Regions from separate parts of the Sus scrofa genome. Here all the other regions are linked to region 3. The links are chromatin contacts, called in public HiChIP or PLAC-seq maps. All regions are on one chromosome and are shown on one strand. The core of a region is the stretch at or near the end of the contact, and the rest is flanking DNA. Distances in the headings are between cores, read along the strand shown.

What was found. HiChIP or PLAC-seq counts read pairs in DNA pulled down with a chosen protein or histone mark.
Region 1: an H3K27ac HiChIP or PLAC-seq map of alveolar macrophages shows a contact between it and region 3. The contact joins two enhancer-like sites. A contact is called at or near these places in 2 of 47 Hi-C or Micro-C datasets (alveolar macrophages and retroperitoneal adipose tissue) and 1 of 2 datasets of contacts at active chromatin or transcription factors (alveolar macrophages).
Region 2: a contact with region 3 is called in an H3K27ac HiChIP or PLAC-seq map of alveolar macrophages. The contact joins two enhancer-like sites. A contact is called at or near these places in 2 of 2 datasets of contacts at active chromatin or transcription factors (alveolar macrophages and skeletal muscle).

The regions. Positions count from the first base shown.
Region 1 is chr9:28,352,794-28,356,632 of Sscrofa11.1, forward strand. The region is part of intron 1 of MAML2 (mastermind-like protein 2); the gene reads right to left. Among named protein-coding and RNA genes, the nearest start is that of MAML2, 18 kb to the right of the region's middle. Within about 2 kb of position 1,923, at least 10 of the 83 cell types and tissues checked have an H3K27ac peak or open chromatin away from gene starts, as enhancers often do. A contact at or near this core is called in alveolar macrophages, where this site is marked.
Region 2 is chr9:28,328,090-28,331,685 of Sscrofa11.1, forward strand. All of the region lies in intron 1 of MAML2 (mastermind-like protein 2), which reads right to left. Among named protein-coding and RNA genes, the nearest start is that of MAML2, 43 kb to the right of the region's middle. Within about 2 kb of position 1,287, at least 2 of the 83 cell types and tissues checked have an H3K27ac peak or open chromatin away from gene starts, as enhancers often do. A contact at or near this core is called in alveolar macrophages, where this site is marked.
Region 3 is chr9:28,190,560-28,193,979 of Sscrofa11.1, forward strand. All of the region lies in intron 1 of MAML2 (mastermind-like protein 2), which reads right to left. It overlaps LOC110262219 (a long non-coding RNA gene), which reads left to right. Exons shown (of 3, transcript XR_002346983.1): 3 at 1-3,420. Among named protein-coding and RNA genes, the nearest start is that of MAML2, 180 kb to the right of the region's middle. Within about 2 kb of position 1,917, at least 17 of the 83 cell types and tissues checked have an H3K27ac peak or open chromatin away from gene starts, as enhancers often do. A contact at or near this core is called in alveolar macrophages, where this site is marked.

The DNA.
Region 1 (3,839 bases), core at 673-3,172, 160 kb after region 3:
AATTCCTTCAGAATAATGATCATGCGGAGTTCCCTTGTGGCACCGTGGGTTAAGGACCCAGAATTGTCATTGCAGCAGCCAAAAAAAAGAAATACTGATTATGAGTAATGGTATCTCCAGAATCTCCACATCAGAGGGCTTAAAGAGCAATTTGGTTGCAAGTCAGGGAGAGTAATCTGGTTGCAACCAGGAAGTAATCTGGTTGCAGCTGAGTTTCCTCTGCATCTTACAAAATACTGAAAAAAAAAAAAAAAAAAAAAAAGCCTCTGTCATTTTATCTGACCTCTCTGAGAGAGAGCAGAGGTTATAATGTCTTCAAGGAACTCATTTGTCTTCAAGACATTACAATGAACTTTGGTAAAACTAAGTTTATTCTTTAAATGGATCCAAGGCCTACTCACAGTATAATCTGCCCCTTGATACATTCTTACATGTAAAGTGAACATTTCACCAAGAATCTCCAGGTATGGATTCCTGAATCTTGAAGAAGCCACTCCAATGACTTATCAGCTTTGTTGCCTTCTCTCTGCCCACCGTAGATATCAATAATGAACTACCATGGCCTGCTTTCCCACAGAGCTTAGATATTTCCTTAGAATCCTCAATACAGCCCACCAGGTGACAACTTCCAACCTTCCCTGGGATGCAAGTTGAAACATATTTGTCACTCACAGATCCTACATGTTCAAGCACTTTCTAACTCTTAAAAAATATGGGAATGGCAGCTGTTTCAAAGAGTAATCTGTGACCTGTAGGCATTCATTCTGAATTCTCTCTGCACTTTGGAGGATGAGTTGGTCTTAATTGTTATTAACTTTCAGATGTCTTGCTGCACATGGCTTTCAAACTCAGGCTTGGCTCATGTGTGAGCTGCAGTCTGAGATCGCATGTGTAATTACCTTCTAGAGGTAGTCAGAAACCATGACTAGACACACAGACAGTGGCATCATCCACTCTGCTCAAACCCAACTCCACCATATCTGACTGAGTGACCTGGCAGATCTCACACCTCAACTTCCTCATCTGTCAAATGGAAATAAGATCACACCAACCCACTTGATAATGTGATTACGAGGAAACTTGGGTTGATACTCCAAAAACACTTAGAAGAGTACCTGACATGTTAAACATTTAATCAATCTGATTAAAAAATATTGGACCAAAGGAATACCTCAAAGATCAGTGTTTCACAGCTGGTGCAGAGAACATTTAGCCATAGAAATATAAAGGGTTGAGGTCCTTTAAAAATGCATGCTCCCCACAGTTTAGTTCAACATTTACCAAATACTTGCTTATGTGATGTCTGACACTGTTATGACAATGGAAATACAAAGATAAATAAGGCACTTCTCCACCTTGAAGTAAAAATCTTAACAACTATGAAGCCCTATATTTTTTTCAAGGTAATGAGAAAACACCCACCATCAGCATAAAAAAATACATTCAATCTGGATCTGAATGCATTCAAAATCACTTTTCAGCAGAGTAGCAGGTCTCTCCCTTAAGCTCCATCTAAGATCTGATTCCAAAATAAGCAACAGCAAGGAGAAAAACTTAGACCAATCTTGGTTTCAGAGATGAATCTGCTTCTTTGATTCAGGATCAAGTTTCTTTTCATAACAACCTTGGAGCCCTCTCTCCCCAGACCTGCGGGTTGACTCACTAGACTCATAAGAAATAAAGGTAGCAAAGTGCAGGCTTTCATAAATTCAAAATGTTTTCTCACTTTGCCTTGTATTCTTACAAATTAATGAATTTTTTAAAAATTTAAAATTAAAAAAAAAAAAAAACACAAGACTGTCTTTTTCCAGCCTCCCTTTTCTAGATTTGATGTGCCCTGGGTGTCTGACATCCTCATTCCATTCATGATTTCCATTCTTTCTTGGAGAGTCATTGCTTCAAAATATGTGTGGGTGTGCTTCTGGGAGCTCAAGACACTCTATGTCCTCATCTTAGATGCAAATTCGGTGGTGCATTTGGGGCCCAGCTACTCCACTCTGTCAGCTGTGTGCCTTGCAGAACCCAGAGGTCAGGACAGTGGCTCAACACACTAGCAGAGTTAGCATAGGCCAATTCAAGCCTCTTACCAGTCTCTAAAATGAGTATAATAATACCCCAGAGAATAAACAGAGTTAACTTGTGTGTACACATTCGATAAACTGAAAATTTGCCATTCAAAAATAAAGACATTAGTAGTATTTCTCAGCTGCTCTGTATAGTATAAAAAAGCTACACTCACCTTATTTACAACACGGGGTTTCTGTGTGGACAATAATGGTTGTATACCTGTAGGATGATGATATGATGACTATTGCAAACCAGTTACCACTTCTGCCTGCCTCCTGAGAGAGCCTGCTATGCCTCCACTTCCTTCTGGCCCAGGTGCTCATCTCCTGACCCTTTCTTTCCTGTTTCTATGGCTAAAGAGAGATGATATTCTTCTTTTCCTCAAAAGAAGCCTTTCAGCCATTCCTCTTTCATTCTCAAGCCTCAATGACTTCTAACAAAATGATCACAATAGCTTCAAGGAACAGAAGATGCTGACATGGCCACCCTCCTCCTTAGAAGCATCAGAACCAGCATCTTGCACAGACTAACCAAAGCAGCACACAGCCTGGACCACTGTGCAGGCAGCCGTCCAGGCTCAGAGCAGCACTGGCAAAGGAGACCATCTTCTAGCTCTGAAGGTAACCGTTTGTTTAGGGTTATCATGTGTCACTTCTCAGAGTGTTTACTTCATTTTAATGAACCCAAATCATTCTCCAATCAGCCACCTTAAGGAACAAAGAACTGTACATTATTTATCACTAGTTAAATTGATCTCATTCTTTCATTTGTTTGTTGACTCTCTGTCCGTGCACCCTTTCTCATTAAAATATAGACATCATCCAACAAGAACTTTGCCTCTCCTAGGTGGCCCAAAGGCCTGACATAGGATCCAGCATACAGCAAGGCACTCAATGTATGTAACTTCTATGCCATTATCCTCCTCCTTGCACCAATATTTTCTATTCATGAGATATTGGGCTTTAGAATTTCAATCTGGAAACAATCTTTTTTTTTTTTAATACCCTGAGAGTCTGATTTCTAGGGCTCCTTTTTTTTTTTTTTTTTTTTTGTCTTTTTAGGGCCATACCTGAGGCATATGGAAGTTCCCAAGCTAGGGGTCAAATCGGAGCTGTAGCTGCCGGCCTACACCACAGTCACAGCAACGCCAGACCCAAGCTGCATCTGCGACCTACACCACAGCTCATGGCAATGCCAGATCCTTAACCCACTGAGCGGGGCCACGAATCGCACCTGCATCCTCATGGATGCTAGTCAGATTGTTTTCGCTAAGCCACGACAGAAATTCCAATCTGGGAACAATCTTAAAAGGTCATCATGCCCCTGTATGTTTCAAATGGTTGTAGCACATGGAGTCATGTTTTTAATCACACTAAGGCATATCCATATCCCATATCCATATCTATAGATATCCACAATACATACATATATGCCTTAGTGTGATTAAAAACTACTGTTTTTATATATAACGTTATATATTTTAGTGTCATTAGAAACTTAGTGATATATAGTGAGTTCCCGTGTGGGTCAGTAGGTTCAGCATCCGGCATTGCCACTGCCGTGGCTCCAGTTGCTGCTGTGATGTGGGTTTGATTCCTGACCTGGCAACTTCTGTATGCCTCACATGCAGCCAAAAAAGACCTCTTGATATATATCGACACAGATATAACACATATACATAACATACACATAATTAAACAGGAGGTGGGGAACTTGGAGGCCCACCACATGTATCTCTGTCTCTCTTTCTTACATCCATCCCTGAAAAACTT
Region 2 (3,596 bases), core at 37-2,536, 140 kb after region 3:
TGAGAGAAAGAGAAAGACAGAAAGACAAACACAGAAAGAGAGAGATCAGTCAAAAATAGATTCCTTTTTTTTCCTAGAAATTAAGAATTCTGAATCCGCGTATGTGCCAGCTTTTCTGTCACCAGGGCTAGGACTAGAGCGAGGCATAGAATTCATGAAGACACTCACGCTCAGTGAATGCAAGACCTAGAGTGAATGCATCCTTAAATTTTGCACCTATGCACCTCAATGCCCTTATTCTAGTTCCAGCCCTGTTTGTGAGTACCCTCCTGTTGACTAGGTCAGTAGTTAGACTCCAGAGCAAAGTCATTCAACTTAGAGACCTTGAGGTCAAACTAATCCCAGTCCACACGGACATGTGTTAAAAGCAGAATGACTATCTTGATATCCTGTGTATGACCCATAATTGATATGACCAAATATTTCTCAGAGCTTTTCATTAGAGCTTATATACGCCAACAAATTCCTATCATCTTACATGCTGCGTCTTTTACCTGTTCTAAAGTAAAGTGCGTATACCATGGTCGAAGATGTCCTAGTAAACACAAAACTGGGAAAATTAATCAGCCACTTTATGGATTGTGCTTCTTGGACTCATACTCAGATAATACATTCAGGTGCTGACACTTTTACTTAAAAAAATTAATAGTGCTGGCAAAGAAAATCTAAATTGGATCATAATTGACACATTTTACAGTCACAATCACCCACTATAGGTAACTTAGTAATTGCTTCCTGCCTACAACACAAACACTGAAGAGCTATTGCAACCTCATTCTTCATACCTTTTACCTTTATTTGGGTTTAATATGCACTTTGTTGGGTGTGTGCTAGTCACTGTGCAAAATACTTTCTCATGTACTACTTCATTTAATCCTCATCAAAGCCCTGTCAAGGATTTCCACTTATTAGGATAAGATAACTTCTTTTTTTTTTTTTTTTTTTTTTTTTTTTTGTCTTTTTGTCTTTTTGCCATTTCTTGGGCCGCTCCCACAGCATATGGAGGTTCCCAGGCTAGGGGTCGAATCGAAGCTGTAGCCGCCAGCCTACGCCAAAGCCACAGCAATGCGGGATCCGAGCCGCGTCTGCAATCTACACCAGAGCTCACGGCAACGCCGGATCCTTAACCCACTGAGCAAGGCCAGGGATCGAACCCACAACTACATGGTTCCTAGTCGGATTCGTTAACCACTGTGCCACGACAGGAACTCCCAGATAACTTCTATTAGTTTAGTGTTGAAGATACGGATGTGTTTTCATGCCATGTTGCTTCATACAGTCAGGATTTTCAACATAGGTTGTGCAATAGTATAATGGGAAATGTCTCCACCTCTATCAACAATGACTGTCTAAGACATAGAGATTTAAATCATTTGATTTCAAAAGTATAAAAAAAGTTTGGATTATAAAGAGAAGAGGAAAAAAACCCCACTATGTACTGTACATCTGTTGCTTTGGCCTGCTTAGCATCCATTCTTCCCTCTTCTCTGTATACCACATTCCCCCCTATTTCCCAAGGAGAGCCACCCATCCTTCCGCTCCTTCTGCATTTGATCGGGATTGGACTGTCAATCATGGTGCCCTCTTCCCCTGGTCACGAAGTGGGCACATGATCCAAGACAGATCAACTCTGGAGGCTGGGAAGAATAACTCTTGGACAGAAACCAGGTAGAGTTGATTCTCCCCAAGGTGGTACCCTGGAGACAGGATTTTTCAGTTCCTGCTACTTGAAGCCTCAGAGCTGTCCTCATTCCTTCCCTCCCCAAGGTTTGCTTATTCAGACTTTTCCTGGATTCTACAAACAACCCCATGTCCCTCGAACAATTATTTTATTGACTAAATTAGCCAGAGTTCATGTCTATTGCTTGCAACTAAAAAATATATATGGATTATGGATATGTATCATCTTAATACTTTCATTAGAATTTATATGTATTACTGTCTAAGTTTTTCCATATTCATATTTTTACACAGGTAAAATTCACTTAATTATGTTCCTATTGTACATATGGATGTTTCTAAGGGTTTTATTATTATTATTATTATTTTAAATAACTCTACAATGATTATTTTCATGCATATCACTTTTTCCATATTTTGGATTCTTTCCTCTGAGAGATTCCCAGAAATGAAATTACTGAGTCAAAGGGTACCGATATTATTGTGGCTCTTGAAAGAAACTGCCAAAATGTTTTCTAAAAGGACTCTGCCAATTTATAATGAATTCAAGGACCCATTTTTACCAGACTTCTGGTCAACACTGACCATCCGTGCAGTTTTGACATTGTGTAGACGATGTTTTCTATACTCTCCTTGAAACAGTGGAGCAGATAATATGATTTACACATACTCTAGGAGAGAGAAGACTTTCTACTCAGGGTTCCTGAATTATTTCCTCAAGCAGAAGTATATTATTTCATCTTATAGAAATATCACATAATTTACCAATGTAGAAACTGCTTCAATGTCAAAGTACAAGTGATCTCAAAGAACAATTGATGCTATCCTTTGCTAACCTTGCTAGAATTATAGTTATCTCTATAGCAAAGTGGCAATTTCTCCTTAGGAAATGGTCCATGGCGTAGGAGCTAGTAGGAGCTAGTTTTCCATGAGTTCTAAGTATATACTAATAAAAAAAACTATGGAGACAATCCTTCTAATAGTTCCTTTTGGTGCATCTAAGAATTTTTAAATAAAGGAAATAAGGGGATCGGTTTTCTTTTCCTCTTCGGAGTGACTGCCATGACAGGAGTAGGGCTTAATGATGATGACTATGTAATAGGCCTTTGAAGAAGACAGACTGAGTACAAAAGATAAACTGTGTGTCCTGCAAGAACAGATCCAAAAAGATGAGCCCTGTTGGGACATGGATGGGCTGCAGAAAAGGCAGTTGGCCCAAGATGCCCTTGGTACCCACACAAGAACAGGATACTTCTCTGATTCCTGGGATCACTCTTGGCTCAAGAGTTGATAACGTCTATATCCTACTTGATCTCCGACCCAGGTGCCTAACTAGGTTAAAAAAAAAAAAAAATTAGAATGGCTATTGTGGGTCAGCTGGTCCCATGAACAACTTAGTGCACAATTACTATGTGCAAGAAAATGGGTGCCAGACCCCAGAATGGCCCTCAAACTCCATCCACGTGTGCACCTCCTTTCCCAACCCAGTGCCTTCGATGCTCACAGGATCTGCCCCTTCTAGTCTTTTGAATCTGTGAAGGCTGCTTGGGCCCTACTTCTTTCAAGTCAGCTTTGACTTCCCTTGGTCCCCAGGTCCCAATCCTGAGGCAGGGTCACTAGGTCTCCTGCTGAGGCCAGGTTCACGCTCTCTCCCCTCAGGATGAGGCGTCAGGCTGACTTATGTCTTCAGTAGGTAACAAGCCTAGAATTCTCCTAACACTGGGAGCCACAAAATTTAGGGTCAGTGAAGAAATTTGGAATATTTTCTGTGGGAAGTGGGTACCATTTAAAGATTGTTAGCAGGGACTTGATACAAAGAGTTGCATTTTAGATATTTAACTGGCAAAAGGACAGAGGATATGTTAAGGGAGTAAGAGGGCAGTCCGGAAGTACTGTAATAGTTAGAACACAAAGGG
Region 3 (3,420 bases), core at 667-3,166:
GCTCCCTCTGGGAGTGACCCTGGGTGCACACTTGCCTATAAATTACTCCAGGAGGTTTGACAAACGGCTGCAGGATCACCCTCGAGGCACTGCACCTTTCCTTGAGTATCAGTGACCCCAATTTCAGCTGGGGGGGGATAAATCTTCTTCCATTTTAATAAAATTTCTCAGGAGTTAATGGCAAGTAGGAATGTCACTGGAGGAAGCCTCTGGAAACTGCAGAGCTGAGCGTGGGGAGTGTCCCAGGGGGCCAACCTCTGAGAAGATGCCCGTGTACTGTGATGGGGAACATTTTGAACCTGAAACAGGAGGAATGTGGTGGGGAAGGTGGGGCGAATTCAATCTCCTCAGCCTCCCCCACACAAATCAATCACAAAGGAAATGGGCATTTGAGGAAAAAGTTCCTTTAAAATGTATTGCTATTTGTATTTCTATTACCTCATCTCATAAATCTCGTTTCCCGCGTCCTATGATTCCTTGAGCAGAACAGCCCGGATCTTTTACAGTCTCTTAATGGGCTCATTTTTTTTTTGACTCTTTGAGACAGACAAAGGAGTCTTGGAATCCACCAGATGGGAACGGGAGCAGGTTAGAGGACCAACTAGAGGGTCACTTCAGACGCAGAAAAGCTGATGGGAAGCTGACCTTCCAGACATCTTCAAGTTACTGAAATTTTTGACTTCCCTTCTGAAGAAGATTTCAAGGCAATAAAAACATAATCAGAAGGTCTATGTTATAACTTACTTAAGACTGCTTTGTTTCATGTTCAGCATCCATATGTCCTGAAGTTTATTCAACGGGTACTGTTCCCCCTATTTTACTGTTCAATTGTATTTCATTCCACTGTTTGGATAGCATCGATGTGTCCACAAACTTCCCATATTTTAGCTACCAAAGGATATAATCCAGTTTGCCTCACATCCCCCACATTATAAAAAATGCGATAATTTTTGGTTGAGGAAATAAAACCATTGCAATATACACCCTTTCTTTTGCAAATGAGGAAAGTTGGATCTTACTACAGGTTGGTGTCAGCACCATGAGGCTGAAATCCAGTTTTTCTGACCCTTGATACATCACTCCCTTCTCCTACACTAGGCAGCCATCATATTCACTGCAAGCTCTTAAAAGCCTTTGTTCAAAAAAGTTGAAGAAGCACTTTAATCCCGACAATATATCCCAGAACCCCCAGCCCTGTCTCGTTACAGAGAAGAAAAATCAAGTTGAATGCTATGTACATAATGTCATGGAGGCATTCTCTTTATTTTATCGATCTAAATTTTTATTTTTAATTTTTTTATTTTACGTGTATATGTGTCATCAGCACATCCTCTTCCTTCAAACATGCAGAATCAGGTCTGATTGTTTTTGCATCCACAGGAGGCTTATTGCGTCAAGTCTTGGCATCTCTACTTGATTTAAAACAAAGCACTTTGTGGAGATAATAAGATACTCAAAACTCTTCTTGTCCAGGTCCAGCACCTGCCATGTTCCAGGAACTATACTAGCTATTAGGTATTAGAAGTTAATAAAAAGTTGAAGGCCCTACCCTCTTAGAATTTAGAGTTGGACTTAAGCATCCTGAGCACGAGCGTCTAAGAAGGGCTCTTAGGCTGTCCAGGTCTCGAAAACCCAAGGTCTGGCACAGTTTAATTAAATGACCATCCTTCCCAATTAGCCGTGAAAAACACTGCTTGTATAACTATGTCATTATCACTTCCTGCCTGGATTAGTGTAATCCGTGATATGCAGGCCTTCTGTGCTCCAGCATTTCCTCTGGGGATTTGCAACTTTTGCAAAACCCGAGCTTTAGAATGCAGGCTGGAGCCAAAAGTTCATTACTCACTTCACTCCTATGCCAAGCAAGCTTCATGGGCTTCCTTGACAGTGCAGCACGCACAGTACATGTTCTGTAGTTCAAAGGATGAGCAGAAAGCTCTTCCCCAGACCTGGGGCTGTCTTGGCAGTTTAAGTACACACTTCTCTCACCCCAAGCAAAAGGTGGCAAGTGCCAGCCCCAGACAACATATGTGTTCATCTCCTGTTGCCTGTCAAGAAAAAGCTAGATGCTATAGAAATGATTCCGACCTCAGCGGGACTGGCTGGGCCCTTTCTTGCAACTCCACAGTTTTGTTTTTTAGAACAGCTACTCCCTGGGGGACTTCCTCAGGTAGGACAACGGTCTTTAGGACCACGATGTTCATTTTTTTCTATCAGAAACTCACTTTTCTTTTTTCAGAAATGAAGTAATACTAGAGATCAAGCAGAAATATTTCAGACAAGGAAGCGGAAGCTGAGAGAAGCAGAGAGCATGCTTTAGCCAAGGTCACAGCTAGGACTAGACTCTGCGTCTCCTAATTGATCTAAAGAACTACTGTGTCTTCTCTGATAAATAGTTCTGATTCCAGTGACCTGTGCCATATGGCCACCTTCTCCCTCTGTATTTATAGGAAGGACCATTTCTATGTGTAGGCTGTTGAACTCCTCTGTGCCGTAATGGAAAGGTCCTGAAAGCTAGACACCATTTCTCATTGATAATATTGCTCAGGTATTACCTCAAAATAGATTGTCAGCACCAGAGCAGGAGAAAAGCCCATGAAAGGCTATTCCAGCTTTTGAAAACACCACCAGCATTTTCACAAAGCCAAACTGCATGAGACAGATCAAAGAGCATTACACTGCCTTCTGGTTATGGGTCACTCTATCTCTGTGAATCTAGTCACAAAAGCACAGAAATTCAGAGCTGGGAGGGACTTCACAGATCATCTTGTCAACTCCTTCAGTTTAAAGGTGAAGAAAAGGAGACCCAGAGAACACGGGAGACTCGCCCCAGGCCATAGAACTAGTTATAAGGAAACTGGCCTGTCCTTTCCCCTCTGTCACGCTGTCCCATAACAAAAGGCTTACGCCACCTGATAGATCCAGTGGTTGGGCCAACAAGACTCTTGCTATTCAGCTCTTGATGTGAATTTCCTAAGAACATAAGATGCTTTTGATTTTTTTTAAAGAGTGATACAGATTGTGACAAAGCCCCAAAGGGACCTCGTCCAAAGCAAGAGAATTGCACAAGCCAATGTGCAACAAATTCCTGGGCATGATACAGAAAAAAAGAAGAAAGAGGAAGAAGAGAAAGAAGAAGAGGAGGGGGGAAGGGGAAGAAGAAGAAAAAGAACAAGAAGAAGAAGGGGAAGAGGAGGAAGAAGAAGGACAAGGAGAAGAAGAAGAGGAAGAGAAAGAGGAAGAAGCAGCATCATCAGCAGCAGCTGCCACCTATCTCCCAACATAGAAAAAGAAGAAAACCACCCCATCATGGTCTCAAAAGAAGTCTAATCTTTGAAGTATGATGCTTTAAGACAGCTAGCGTGGCACTTTCATAACTAAAGTGAGTACCAAAAATGTCAAATTCTAGTTTAAAAACAG